Linked DNA regions of Macaca mulatta: region 2 is linked to region 1. The links are chromatin contacts, called in public Hi-C maps. All regions are on one chromosome and are shown on one strand. Each heading gives the region's core, a stretch centred on a gene start, on an enhancer-like site or on the middle of the called end of the contact. The rest is flanking DNA. Distances are from core to core; before and after follow the strand shown. Region 1 holds the start of MOSPD3 (motile sperm domain containing 3). Region 2 holds the start of GNB2 (G protein subunit beta 2).

Region 1 (5,986 bases), core at 2,584-5,083:
GACAAGATTTCACCATGTTGGCTACACTGGTCTCGAACTCCTGGCCTCAAGTGATCCACCCGCCTCAGCCCTGCAAAGTGCTGGGATTACAGGCTTGAGCCACTGCGCCCGGCCAAGGGAGTTGAAATCTTAAAGGACAGACAAAGGAAAACAGATATAGGGTCCAAAAGGCAGAAAAGGATTCTAGGAGTTGTAAACACCCAGGTAACCCTGGTGAGAGGCTTTGTTGCCTTCAGATGGTGGGACAGGAGTTCCGTGGCAGGCAGGATTAGGTGGTATTTTCGTTCACTTCCTTTTAGGTTAGGTACATTGGCTTAGGGACAGGATCCTATTCCAGGGCTGAAGAGGATCTTGAGACTCAACTTGCTCAACGCCCTCATTTTGTAGGTAGAATCTGCAGCTCAGAGAAATTAAATGATTTGCTCATGGTCACAGTTTTTCGACGCAAGCACCAGGAGTGACCCAAGTCTTCTAAATCCTCGCTGGGCCTCATCACGGCCCCAAGTGCCCAGGTCCCCTGGGAACAGGGGTGGGAGGAACTAGAGGATGTCTGAGTACCAAAAAAGAAGTGGGAAGACAGGCGCAAGTACCCTACATTTCTGATTTTCATTTTAAAAATGTATTTTATTCAGCTTGGAAAACGAGTACAAATCCCTGGGTGTTTTTTGTGGGGGAGGAGGGGGGAGTAGGCAGGAAAGAGAAGAGGGTAGGAGGCAAGGCAAGGTATGAGCATCACAGTGGCTGCCTTAAGACCCTGCCCAGGGAGGGTGAGGTGGGGTGGGCTGGGGGTTGAGCAGGGAGCTCAGGTCCGGAGGAACACCATGGTGAGGAGGCCTGGAGGGGGGACAAAGAAAGAACAGGGTCGCATGGGCAGCCCTGGGACTCTTGTTAGCGCTCCTCCTGTCCCTTCTCCCTTTTTCCTGGGTCCTGGGTCCCCAGCCACTACTGTCCTCACCCAAGACATAGGCGGCCACCAACTTTTGTCCCAGGGAGACGTGCAGGACTTGAGGCAGCTGGCTGCTGAGTTCGTCCTGGAGTGGGAGCAGCAGGAAGGCCACGGAGACAATCCCCGTCAGCAAGAAGAGGAGGAAGGAGCTGGTGGCCAGTTGCTGGCGGGGGTCTGAGAAACAAGATTCGTCAGATGCTGCAGTCCCCACTCCTGCCCAGCCCAGGTCCTCCAGGGAGAAGCCTGAACAAGGAAGATGTATCTACTTTTTTTTTTTTTTTAATTATCTTTTATTTTTTGTAGAGATGGAGTCTCATTACGTTGCCCAGGCTGGTCTGGAACTCTTGGCTTCAAGTGATCCTCCTGCCTCAGCCTCCTGAGTAGCTGGGACTATGGGTTCATGCTACCATGCCTGGCTCATTTTTCAGTTGCTTGTAGAAGGTCTTGCTATGTTGCCCAAGCTGATCTTGAACTCCTGGCCTCAAGCAATCTTCCCACCACCTCAGCCTCCCAAAGCAGTGGGATTATAGGCGTGAGCCACCATGCCCTGTATCTACTTTTTTTTTTTTTGAGACGGAGTCTTGCTCTGTCACCCAGGCTGGAGTGCAGTGGTGGGATCTCAGCTCACTGCAAGCTCCGCCTCCCGGGTTTACGCCATTCTCCTGCCTCAGCCTCCCAAGTAGCTGGGGCTACAGGCGCCCACCACCTCGGCCGGCTAGTTTTTTGTATTTTTTAGTAGAGACGGGGTTTCACCGTGTTAGCCAGGATGGTCTCGATCTCCTGACCTCGTGATCCGCCCGTCTCGGCCTCCCAAAGTGCTGGGATTACAGGCTTGAGCCACAGTGCCCGGCTTGTATCTACTTTTTACTGCCCTCCAAGGGTACACTGCAAGTGTCCTCTCCTTCCTAGAGCCTCTGTCCCCACCACCACAAGAAACTCTCTCCTCTAGTCCCTTAGCATTCATTTTCTCTCTTCTGTGGACCTGACACGCAGGGACCTCTCTTGATCTCAAACCCAGTACACAAGTTGGTACAGGGTTAATTGCTCAATACAGGTTTCTTATTGAACTGAACTGAGCTACAACACGATAGGAAGTACTGCGGTTACAGTCAAGGAAGAACTTTTTCCTCTAAGTAGAAGTCAGAAACTGAGGAAGCTGTAAGTCTTTTTCCCTCTCACCTGATATAAAATCTCAACTCGGAGGAATGTTTCCACCAAAAGACAAAAGACTGAACCAGGAGACTTACTCTTCAAATCCAGTTTATCTCATCTCTAGGGAGATGCTAGTTCCTGCCTCCCTACAGAACTCAAGATCCCCGTCTCCCAACTCACGTTCCTGGAAGTGTCTGGCCGTGGGTGGTGGTGTCCCAGCAGGAGGCCCTGGGTGAGGCGCTGGATCCGGCTGTCCCTGAAGCTCAAGGGGGTACGCTGGGGCTCTCAGAACAGAGGTAATGTCCTTGCGTCCCACCACGCGGCCCTCAGCTCCTTCCTCAGACAGCTCAATACGGAAGCGGTCCTGGACATCATAGTGGCTGGGAATGGGTGCCACATGGCGAATCACACTGGTCCCAAGGTAGGAGAGAAGCCCATTGGGGTGAAACGAGTGAGAGGCAGTAATCCTAGGAAATCTGAGCCTCCCCCCCAGAAGTCTCTCCTTTAGGGGCACAGACAGAGGGTAGGGCAAACAGGTGAAAGAGGGCAAGGTCTCAGACCTCAGACAACAGGTGGCAGCGACCTCTGGCTTCCATAAGCCTCCCCACCCTCCCAGCTCACTCACATGTCAATGCAAGACTGAGGCTTCACATATCCCTCTGCGTCAAACACCGTGTATTTGGCAGGTGCTGTGCACAGGACTGGGGGACAGAGACACACACAGACAAGCCCTGCCATGTGGGTCATTTGAGTCCCCTCTGCCTTCTGCCCGGCAGGCTGGACATGACTTTCCCAGTCCACCAAAGCTGGACGTCCAACCCTACCCATCTGACTCCTCCAGCCAACACAGCCCCCCAGTGCCCGGCCACCAGCCCCCAGATCCCTTGCACGAGGCGCCGATCCCTTTACCTCGGAATCGAAGCGCAGTTCCTGTGGGGTTATAGAGGGTCAGCAGCTGTCGGGGTCCGCTCCGCTGGTCCGCCCTGAATACTAGATCCGGGGGAAAGACCAGAACCGGGACAACGGGTCCCAAGGGAGGAGGGGCGCCCCGGGACCCCCGCCCAGGGGGCCCCGGACCCACCAGCTCCTGGTCCTGGGGCGCCCCACGGCGCATGCAGGCTCCGGGCGGTCGGACATCCGAGGGCAGAGCTCAGGGGACAGGGCCTAGAGTCGAGAGCTGGGGGGCGTGAGGGGCGAAAGGGGACAAGATGAGCTCCCGGGCCAGGGCCTGGACTGACGCCGCCGCCGCCTCGGAATCCCGCTAGATGGGACTCCCGCAGACCCAGGCCTAGGGCCCCCAAGACCTTCCCTCTTCCAGCTCTGCCCCAGGTTCCTTCGGACCCGCCAAGCCCCACCTCGACGGCCACGCCCACCCCGCTAAACCCGGCCCCTCGCAGCTCCCAACCCGGTCTTCTCCTCAGGCCCAGCTAGCGATCTCCATAAGCCCCGCCCCGCCGCTGGCCTCGCCCCTTCCGGGCGTTTCCGGACGCCCTCCTCCTCTCTCTGGCCAAACTCCGCGGGCTGCAGCGGCCGCCCGCGGAGCTACCTGTGACGCCTCCTGCTTCCTGGGAGACCTGTGTTTGCGTTTCCGGCCCCTCCCTAATCTCGGACACGGGCCCCGTCGGGCTTCTGCCTCAAAACGGCGGCTTGCGCTAGGATGCCTGCCTTGTGATCAAAGCACCTGACAGTCAGCTTGTGGTCAGACTAATGATGCCATGTTCCCGGGAGTCCTTTTGTATACTTCCGCCGTACGGCCTCTGTCATTGGCCAGGGCGTCTTTGTTTCTGCCGTAACTGTACGCCGATTGGTGTGCTGAAAGACCAAACAGAACGCCCTCCTTCTGTCGTCTGCGATTGGCTAGATTCCGGTGACGTAACAGTTTTCCTGGTCCTGAAGTAACTCAGGGAACCGGGGGCGGGGTTTCGAGTTGGGCTTTTTTTCTTCCTCCCTATTCTTGAGACGGTCCAAGTCAATCTCCCACCGGGAAGCCTTTTTCCTCCTCTTCAATTCCAGGCTCCCTTGGAAGCCTCTGCAGGAACCAAGCCTGTTTTCTTTTTTGCCTTTTTTTTTTGAGGCGAAGTCTCGCGCTGTCGCCCAGGCTAGAGTGCAATCTCGGCTCACTGCAACCATCGCCTCCAGGGTTCAAGCGATTCTCCTGTCCCAGCCTCCAGAGTAGCTGGGATTATAGGCGTGTGCCACCACGCCCGGGTAATTCTTTGTATTTTTAGTAGAGACAGGGTTTCACCATGTTGGTCAGGCTGGTCTCGAACTCCTGACCTCAGGCGATCCACTCGCCTCAGTCTCTCAAAGTGCTGCGATTACAGGCATGAGCCACCGTGCCCGGCCTCTCTGTCGCCCAGGCTTGAGTGCAGTGGTGCGATCATTGCTCACTGCAGCCTCCAACTCCTGGGTTCAAGGGATTCTCCTGCCCCAGCCTCCGAGTAGGTGGGATTACAGGTGCGCACCACCACACCCGGGTAATTTTTGTAATTTTTTGTAGAGACGATCTGGCTATGTTGTGCAGGCAGGTCTCGAACTCCTGGGCCCAAGCGATCCTCCCACTTAAGCCTCCCAAAGTGCATGAGAGCCACTGTCCCTCCCCCAGGCCCAAAGTCTGTTTTCTATGGGACTGGTTGGAGGCTCCTCCCATCTGGGACTCCAGCCTGAGTCTCACCTCCTGTTTCTCACCTTCCTGTAAGGGACGTGGGAAATCACTCACATTTGCACGGGGAATTAAGATTTGCTAATTTCAAACCCATGTTGTTCGAGTAATTATGTATTTTTAAAAAGGATTTGCTAAACCTTCCACTTTAATTGCATCGAATCTTCAACTCCTTTTACAGCCTGGATAAGGTGAAGAATCTGAGTCTCTCGGGGCACCCAGTTAGCGGTGGAACAAAGACAAAATTGATCTTAACGGAAAGTCTCCTCTGAACATGTTATGTAGAATTCCCATGTTCTCTTTTACATTTTCTTTCTTTCTTTCTTTCTTTTTTTGAGACAGTCTTGCTCTGTCACCCAGGCTGGAGGGCAGTGGTGCAATCATAGCTCCCTGCAGTCTCCACCTGCTTGGTTGGGCTCAACCGATCCTCCCGCCTCAGCCTTCTGAGTAGCTGGGACTACAGGCGTGTGCCTCCACACCTGGCTAATTTCATTTGTTTTTTTTTTTTTTTTAAGAGCACTTATAGTGATACATGACCTCCTATTTTATTGTTTCTCCTCCAGTAGAATGTTCTTCCCTTTCCACAAGAGCAGGGACTTTGTTTAGTTTTCTGTTGTATCTTTAGCACTTATGACAGTGCCTGCTATTTGGAATGAACAAATGAATGAGTGACTAGGATGAACTTTGAGCAGAGATCTGACTGGATTTAGGAAGTGAGCCATGAGATATATCTATGGCAGAGAATTCTGGATAGAGGAAACAGCAAAGGCCTAAAACAGAAGTGTACTAGAAATGGACCACAAGGCCGGGTGTGGTGGCTCATGCCTGTAATTCCAGCACTTTGGGAGGCCAAGGCAGGCGGATCACGAGGTCAGGAATTCGAGATCAGCCTGACCAACATAGTAAAACCCCGTCTCTACTAAAAATACAAAATTAGCCGGGCGTGGTGGCATGTACCTGTAGTCCCAGCTACTCAGGAGGCTGAGGCAGGAGAATCGTTCGAATTCGGGAGGTGGAGGTTGCAGTGAGCCGAGATAGCGCCACTGCACTCCAGCCTGGGCGACAGAGCGAGACTCCGTCTCAAAAAAAAAAAAAGGGGGCAACAAACTGTGAAGTTGCCAATGTGGCTGGAACAGATGATACACAGGAGACAGTAGACATGAAGCTGTGGCCGGGCGCGGTGGCTCACGCCTGTAATCCCAGCACTTTGGGAGGCCGAGGCGGGC
Region 2 (5,921 bases), core at 1,051-3,550, 62 kb before region 1:
GCCTGGGGGATGCAGGGCTGACGTCAGGCCCGAGGCCGCCGGGGAAGTGGGGGGAAAGGCGGGGTTGCAGCACGGCCCGGAAGGGGTAAGCAAGGGGAGGGGGGAGGGGCGGCGGCACAACCAGGGTCTCCGGCAACCGAGACGTCGCCGAGTAAGAGCCGACTTCCCCAATCTTCCTCCCGCCCCCCGGAAACGGAGCGGGAAGTGCAAGAGGAAGCGCAGGGGAAACCCCTCCCTCGGACACAGCCCGGGCGGGACACCCGCGGCAGGAACTGGGGGGGGGGGGTGTCCCTTCGAAAACAGACCTGGCGTCTGCCCCAGCCCGCACCGGCACCGCCCCCCAAGCACCTAATTTTAAAAGGGGAGGTGCCTCTTGAAATTCACCCCACAAGGCGCACACCCTCCACACACACCCCCAGCTTCGACGGTGGCGGGTGGGGGGGAGCGACCAGAGGGGGAAGCTAGGCTGTTCGTGGGGTTGCCTAGGCAACCGTCACCCGGACCGAGAGCACCTCATTGGTGAAATGCCCCCACCCTAGCCCCGTTGCCAAGGCAACCGCATCCACGGCTGAGACCTGTAGGGTGGGTGACCCCACCCCCGGCCCCATCGCCCCCGCCCGACCCAGGCTCCCGCCCCTCCCCAGAACCGGCCCGGGTGGCTGTTTACAGGATTTGGGAAAAGCCGATTGGGAGCTAATAGGTTCTGGACAGCTCACCCCGGATAATCCCTGCTCCGGCTGCGCCCCATTAGCCGTCCGCCGCGGGTGGGGGTGACAACGGCGGGGAAGGCAGCCCCGAGCCGCTGCTCCCTCCAGCGCAGAGACCGCCCGCCCCGCCGCGCCCGCAGAAAGCCCGTGGGAGCCGCTCTCGAGTAATTACGGCTCCGCAACGAGGTCCCCGGCCCCGAGGCGCGGAGCTGCTCTCTCCCAGGCGCGGGCGGGAGGCCCCAGGCGGCCTGGCCCCGGCGCCCTGGACACCTGGGGGGCCCAGCCAGCGGGCTCGCGCCCGGGCCCCAGAGGCTTGGCTGGCTCCGCTCCGGGCGCCTGAGTCCTTCCCCACCCGCGGGACACCTGTGCGATCCGGCCGTACACACTGCACTCGGCCGACCCAGGCGTCCCCCACCCAGCTCCCACTTCCCCCAGGCACAGGGCGTTCCTATTCCCCACTGACATTTCCCCTCCTTGTAAGTTCAGCTTTCTACGCCAGTGCCAGGGGGTGACCCTCAAAATCGGGGTGTGGGGGGCGCAGGCAGAACTCCTTACTTCACCCAACCCCCAGGCCCGCACAAAGCCTCTTCCAGCTACTAGCAGCCCAGGCCTGGCGGCACCACCGGAGGCCCAGGGCAGAAGGAAGCAGGGCTGGAGAAAGAAACTGGGGGCGGGGGCGACGCTCTCAGCCCTCGGTCCCCATCACCCCGCAGGGCCCTCAGCAGCCCCCAGATTCCAGGGATATAGCAGCCAGGGTCCCATAGAGAAATGGGGGTGCCACCGCCTCCGCAGGTCTGGCGGGGCCCAGGAGAGGTGACGGGAGGGTCCCTGGATCTCGCAGCTGGAAGGCGCGGGCTGGTGCGGCGCTGCGAAGCGCAGTGGGCCTGGCCCTCCAGCCCCCACGACCTCCATTTTGCCCAAAAGAAAGCTGGGCGGGGGGCGGGTGCCTGGGAGCTGGGCTTCGGGTGGGGATCTGTAAAGGGAATAGGGCGCCGAGGGCTCCGGTTTCGGGGAGTGGGGCCAGAAACCACGAGCAGAACCCAAATCGGGGGTAGGGTGGAGACTAAAGGAAGGGTGGCGCGCGGCCTTGCCTGCTTCTCCCCGATTTTGGGGTTGTGCAAGGCGAGGGCCGGCAGGGGTGCGACAGTGGAGGACACGAGGGGTGCTCCCCAGGGGCAGGCGGGAGGGTGGCGGTGGGGAAAGGGGGCGGGGCGGGGCCTAGAGGAAGCCCCGAATTTAGCCCCCCAACTTCCAAGGGAGCAAGAGGCAGTCGGGGCTGGGCTGGGGTCTGGGGTCGGGCAAAAACTTCGCTGATGGTGCGGGGAAGTGCACACACCGTGGGGGGCGAGGGTCCCCCCCAGTTCCCCTTCCGGGTTTGGGAGCGACGGGGCCAGATAGGAAGGGAGGGGAGGTCTGGGGAGTTACGTCCGCTCCCAGGAGGCCAGCCCGGGGAGACCGAAGGAAGAGAGGTTCCCCTGCGGGAAATTGGGGCTGGGGGGCGCGAGGACTCCTTTTGCCAGCGGAGGTACCTGTGGCGGTGGGACTCTGCGGCGGGGTCGCTGGCGGCGCGCGGGCGGCGCTGTCTTCCTCCGCGGCGGAGGCGGCGGCGGCGCGGATGGATTTCCTCAGTGGCCCCAACCCCACCGCCAGCGCTGCCTCCCCAGAGCGGAGGGATCCCGCCCGCCAGTGACGCGGCTGCCGCCGCCGCGCCCAAGACCCGGCTGGGCGAGACCAACGCCTCGCACTTGGGGGAAGCCAGGAGACAAAACCCCACCGAGGGGGCAAAGACGGTCCCAGTGGCTCCCAAGGATCTCACCCTCACGCTATGTGGACGCAAACCGTACTCAAAGGGTTTGCTTCCCGGAAAGGAGTAAGACATCCCCCCTCTGGGACTGGAGGAGGTGGTACTGGCACATGAGGAGGGTGAGACCGCTTGCGGGTCACGTGATCGGTCTCCCGCCCCGCCTTGATTGGGTGGCTCTAGACTGGGAAGGGGAGTTCGACGCCCCATTTCCCGGTTGGGCCACGCCCCGGCCCTGTGGAGGCCACGCCCCCTCATCAGGGGGCGGAGCTAAAGAGAGCTGGACGGGGCCCGCCTTGAGGCGGCTGGAAGAAGAAGCGCGATTCCGAGAAAGTCCCCGAGCGTGAGTGGGTACGGGCTGATGCGGGCGCCCCGGGAATGCCATGAGAAGGGTCGTGCCCAGGCATTTCCTCAGCCTCGCCCACTGGGCTTTTGTAGACCCCCTTTCAGGGCTTGCCACTGTAATAACAACTCATATTTATTGAGTTCCACACTTTTTTTTTGAGACGGAGTCTGTCTCCCAGGCTGGAGTGCGATCTCTACTCACTACAACCTCCGCCTTCTGGGTTCAAGCGATTCTTCTGCCTCAGCCTCCCAAGTAGCTGGGTCTACAGGCGCCCGCCACCACACCCGGCTAATTTTTTGTATTTTTAGTAGAGACGGGGTTTCACCGTGTTATCCAGGATGGTCTCCATCTCCTGACGTCGTGATCCGTCTGTCTCGGCCTCCCAAAGTGCTGGGATTACAGGCGTGAGCCACCGCGCCTGGCCCCACACTTATTTTTTAATTGGAGTACAGTAACGTGATGGTAGGTCACTGCCACCTCCATCTCCTGGGCTCAAGTGATCTTCCTGCCTCAGCTTCCCTGGTACCTGGGACCACAGGCATGCCCCAGCCACCATGCCCGGCTAATTTTTAAATTTTTGGTAGAGGTGGGGTCTCCCTATGCTGCCCAGGCTGACATATGTTAAGTCTCACAATTCTGGGAAATTAAGTGCTAACATTCTCTCCATTTTCTTTCTTTCTTTCTTTTTTTTTTTTTTTTTTTTTTTGGTGAGACGGAGATTTACTCTTGTTGCCCAGGCTGGAGTGCATGACACGATCTCGGCTCGCTGCATCCTCCGCCTCCCAGATTCAAGCGATTCTCCTGCCTCAGCCTCCCGAGTAGCTGGGATTACAGGCATGTGCCACCACGCCTGGCTAATTTTGTATTTTTAATAGAGACGGGGTTTCACCGTATTGTCCAGGCTGATCTCGAACTCCTGACCTCAGGTGATCCGTCCGCCTCTGCTTCCCAAAGTGCTGGGATTACAGGCGTGAGTCACTGCGCCCAGCCTGTTTTTTTTTTTTTTTTTTTTTTTGGAGACAGGGTCTCACTCTATCGCCCAGGCTGCAGTGCAGTGGCATGATCTAGGCTCACTGCAACCTCTGCCTCCTGGGTTCAGGCAATTCTCTTGCCTCAGCCTCTGGAGTAGCTGGGATTACGGTGCCCGCCACCCTGCCCAGCTATTTTTTTTTTTTTTTTTTTTTTTTTTGTATTTTTAGTAGAGACGAGGTTTCACCATGTCGGCCAGGCTGCTCTCAAACTCCTGACCTCAGGTGATGTGCCCGCCTCAGCCTCCCAAAATGCTGAGATTACAAGCGTGAGCTACAGCACCCAGCCTTCTCCCCATCTTCTAGTAGTGGAAAGAGACCTGAGGCTGCAGAGTTTAGGTATGAACCCAGGCAGCCAAAACTTTACATTCCAGTATATCTGTACGAGCCTCTAGATGAACCCCCTCCTCCAGGGACTTTGTCTGTAAAGGGACAAGAATGTAGGTCTAGGCCTCAGTTTCCACATCTGTTAAATGGGGGTACTGACAGCATTTTCCCTGCAAGTCTCGGATTCTTACTGAGAACCCGATTGATTGTGGAACTGCTTTGGGAAGTTCAAGGCAATGAATAGCCTTCACTGAGTCCTTGTAATTTGAAAGTATAAAAACACGCAGCCATAAGAAAGAACAAGATGAGGCTCACACCTGTAATCCTAACACTGTGAGAGGCCAAGGTGGGCAGATCACTTGAGGTCAGGAGTTTGAGACGAGCCTGGCCAATATGGTGAAACCTTGTCTCTACTAAAAATACAAACATTAGCCGGGTGTGGTGGCACGGGCCTGTAATCTCAGCTACTGGGGGAGGCTGAGGCAGGAGAATTGCTTGAACACGGGAGGTGGAGGTTGTAGTGAGCCAAAATCACACCACTCACTGCACTCCAGCCTGGGCAACAGAGCAAGACTTTGACTCAAGAAAAAAAAGAAGAAAGAAAGATGAAAGGAGAAAAGAAAGTAAAAGAAAGAAAAGAAAAGGAAGGAAGGAAGGGAAGGAAAGCAAAAAAGAAAAGAAAGAGTAAAAAGAAGAAATCATGTCCTTTGCAGCAACATGGATGCAGAAAAGAAAGAAAGAAAGAGAGAGAGGGAGGGAAAGGAAAGGAAGGAAGGAAGAGAAAGAAAGAAAAGAAAGAGAGAAAGAAAAAGACGAGAGGGAAGGGAAGGAAGGAAGGAAGGAAGAGAAAGAAAGAAAAGAAAGAGAGAAAGAAAAAGACGAGAGGGAAGGGAAGGAAGGAAGCAAGACGGGAGGGAAGGGAAGAAAGGGAAGGAAGGAAGAAAGAAGTAAAGAAAGAAAAGGGGCGGAGGGAGGGAAGGGAGGGGGAGGGAGGGGACGGGAGGGGACGAGAGGGGAGGCGAGGTAAAAGAAAAGAAAAAAAAGAAGAAATCATGTCCTTTGCAGCAACATGGATGCAGCTAGAGGCTTTTATCCTAAGTGGATTAATGCAGGAACAGAAAACCAAATACTGCATGTTCTCACTTATAAGTAGGAGCTAAACATTGGGTACTTATGAACATAAAGATGGGAACAGTAGACACGGGGGATTACTAGAGGCGGGAAGGGTTGAAAAACTACCTATTGGGTACTGTACCCTGGGTGATGGGATCAATTGTACCCCAAACTTCAGCATCATGAGATACAACCATGTACATGGGTACATTCATGTGCACATGAATCAGAATCTAAAAAGACAAAATTATTTTTTAAAAAGTATCAAAACATACTGTTCATTTAGTCTCTGTGAAAGACATTACAAATCGTTTTTCTTTTTTTTTTTTTTTTTTTTTTTTTTTGAGACGGAGTCTCGCTCTGTTGCCCAGGCTGGAGTGCAGTGGCCAGATCTCAGCTCACTGCAAGCTCCGCCTCCCGGGTTCACGCCATTCTCCTGCCTCAGCCTCCCCAGTAGCTGGGACTATAGGCGCCCGCCACCTCGCCCGGCTAGTTTTTGTATTTTTTAGTAGAGACGGGGTTTCACCGGGTTAGCCAGGATGGTCTCGATCTCCTGACCTTATGATCCGCCCGTCTCGGCCTCCCAAAGTGCTGGGATT

What was found. A called contact is a pair of places that touch in the nucleus more often than the background predicts.
Region 2: a contact with region 1 is called in a Hi-C map of fetal cortex germinal zone, with 2.2 times the contacts expected there. The contact joins the promoter of GNB2 here to the promoter of MOSPD3 in region 1. A contact is called at or near these places in 5 of 14 Hi-C or Micro-C datasets (CD4 T cells, blood, cortical neurons and 2 more).

What each region holds. Positions count from the first base shown.
Region 1 is chr3:47,818,001-47,823,986 of T2T-MMU8v2.0, reverse strand. It overlaps MOSPD3 (motile sperm domain containing 3), which reads right to left and starts at 3,833. Exons shown (of 6, transcript XM_077996398.1): 1 at 3,780-3,833; 2 at 3,008-3,275; 3 at 2,724-2,799; 4 at 2,279-2,508; 5 at 956-1,120; 6 at 604-834. The coding sequence starts at 3,212. The coding sequence ends at 803.
Region 2 is chr3:47,878,976-47,884,896 of T2T-MMU8v2.0, reverse strand. It overlaps GNB2 (G protein subunit beta 2), which reads right to left and starts at 2,300. Exons shown (of 10, transcript XM_077996420.1): 1 at 717-2,300; 2 at 1-2.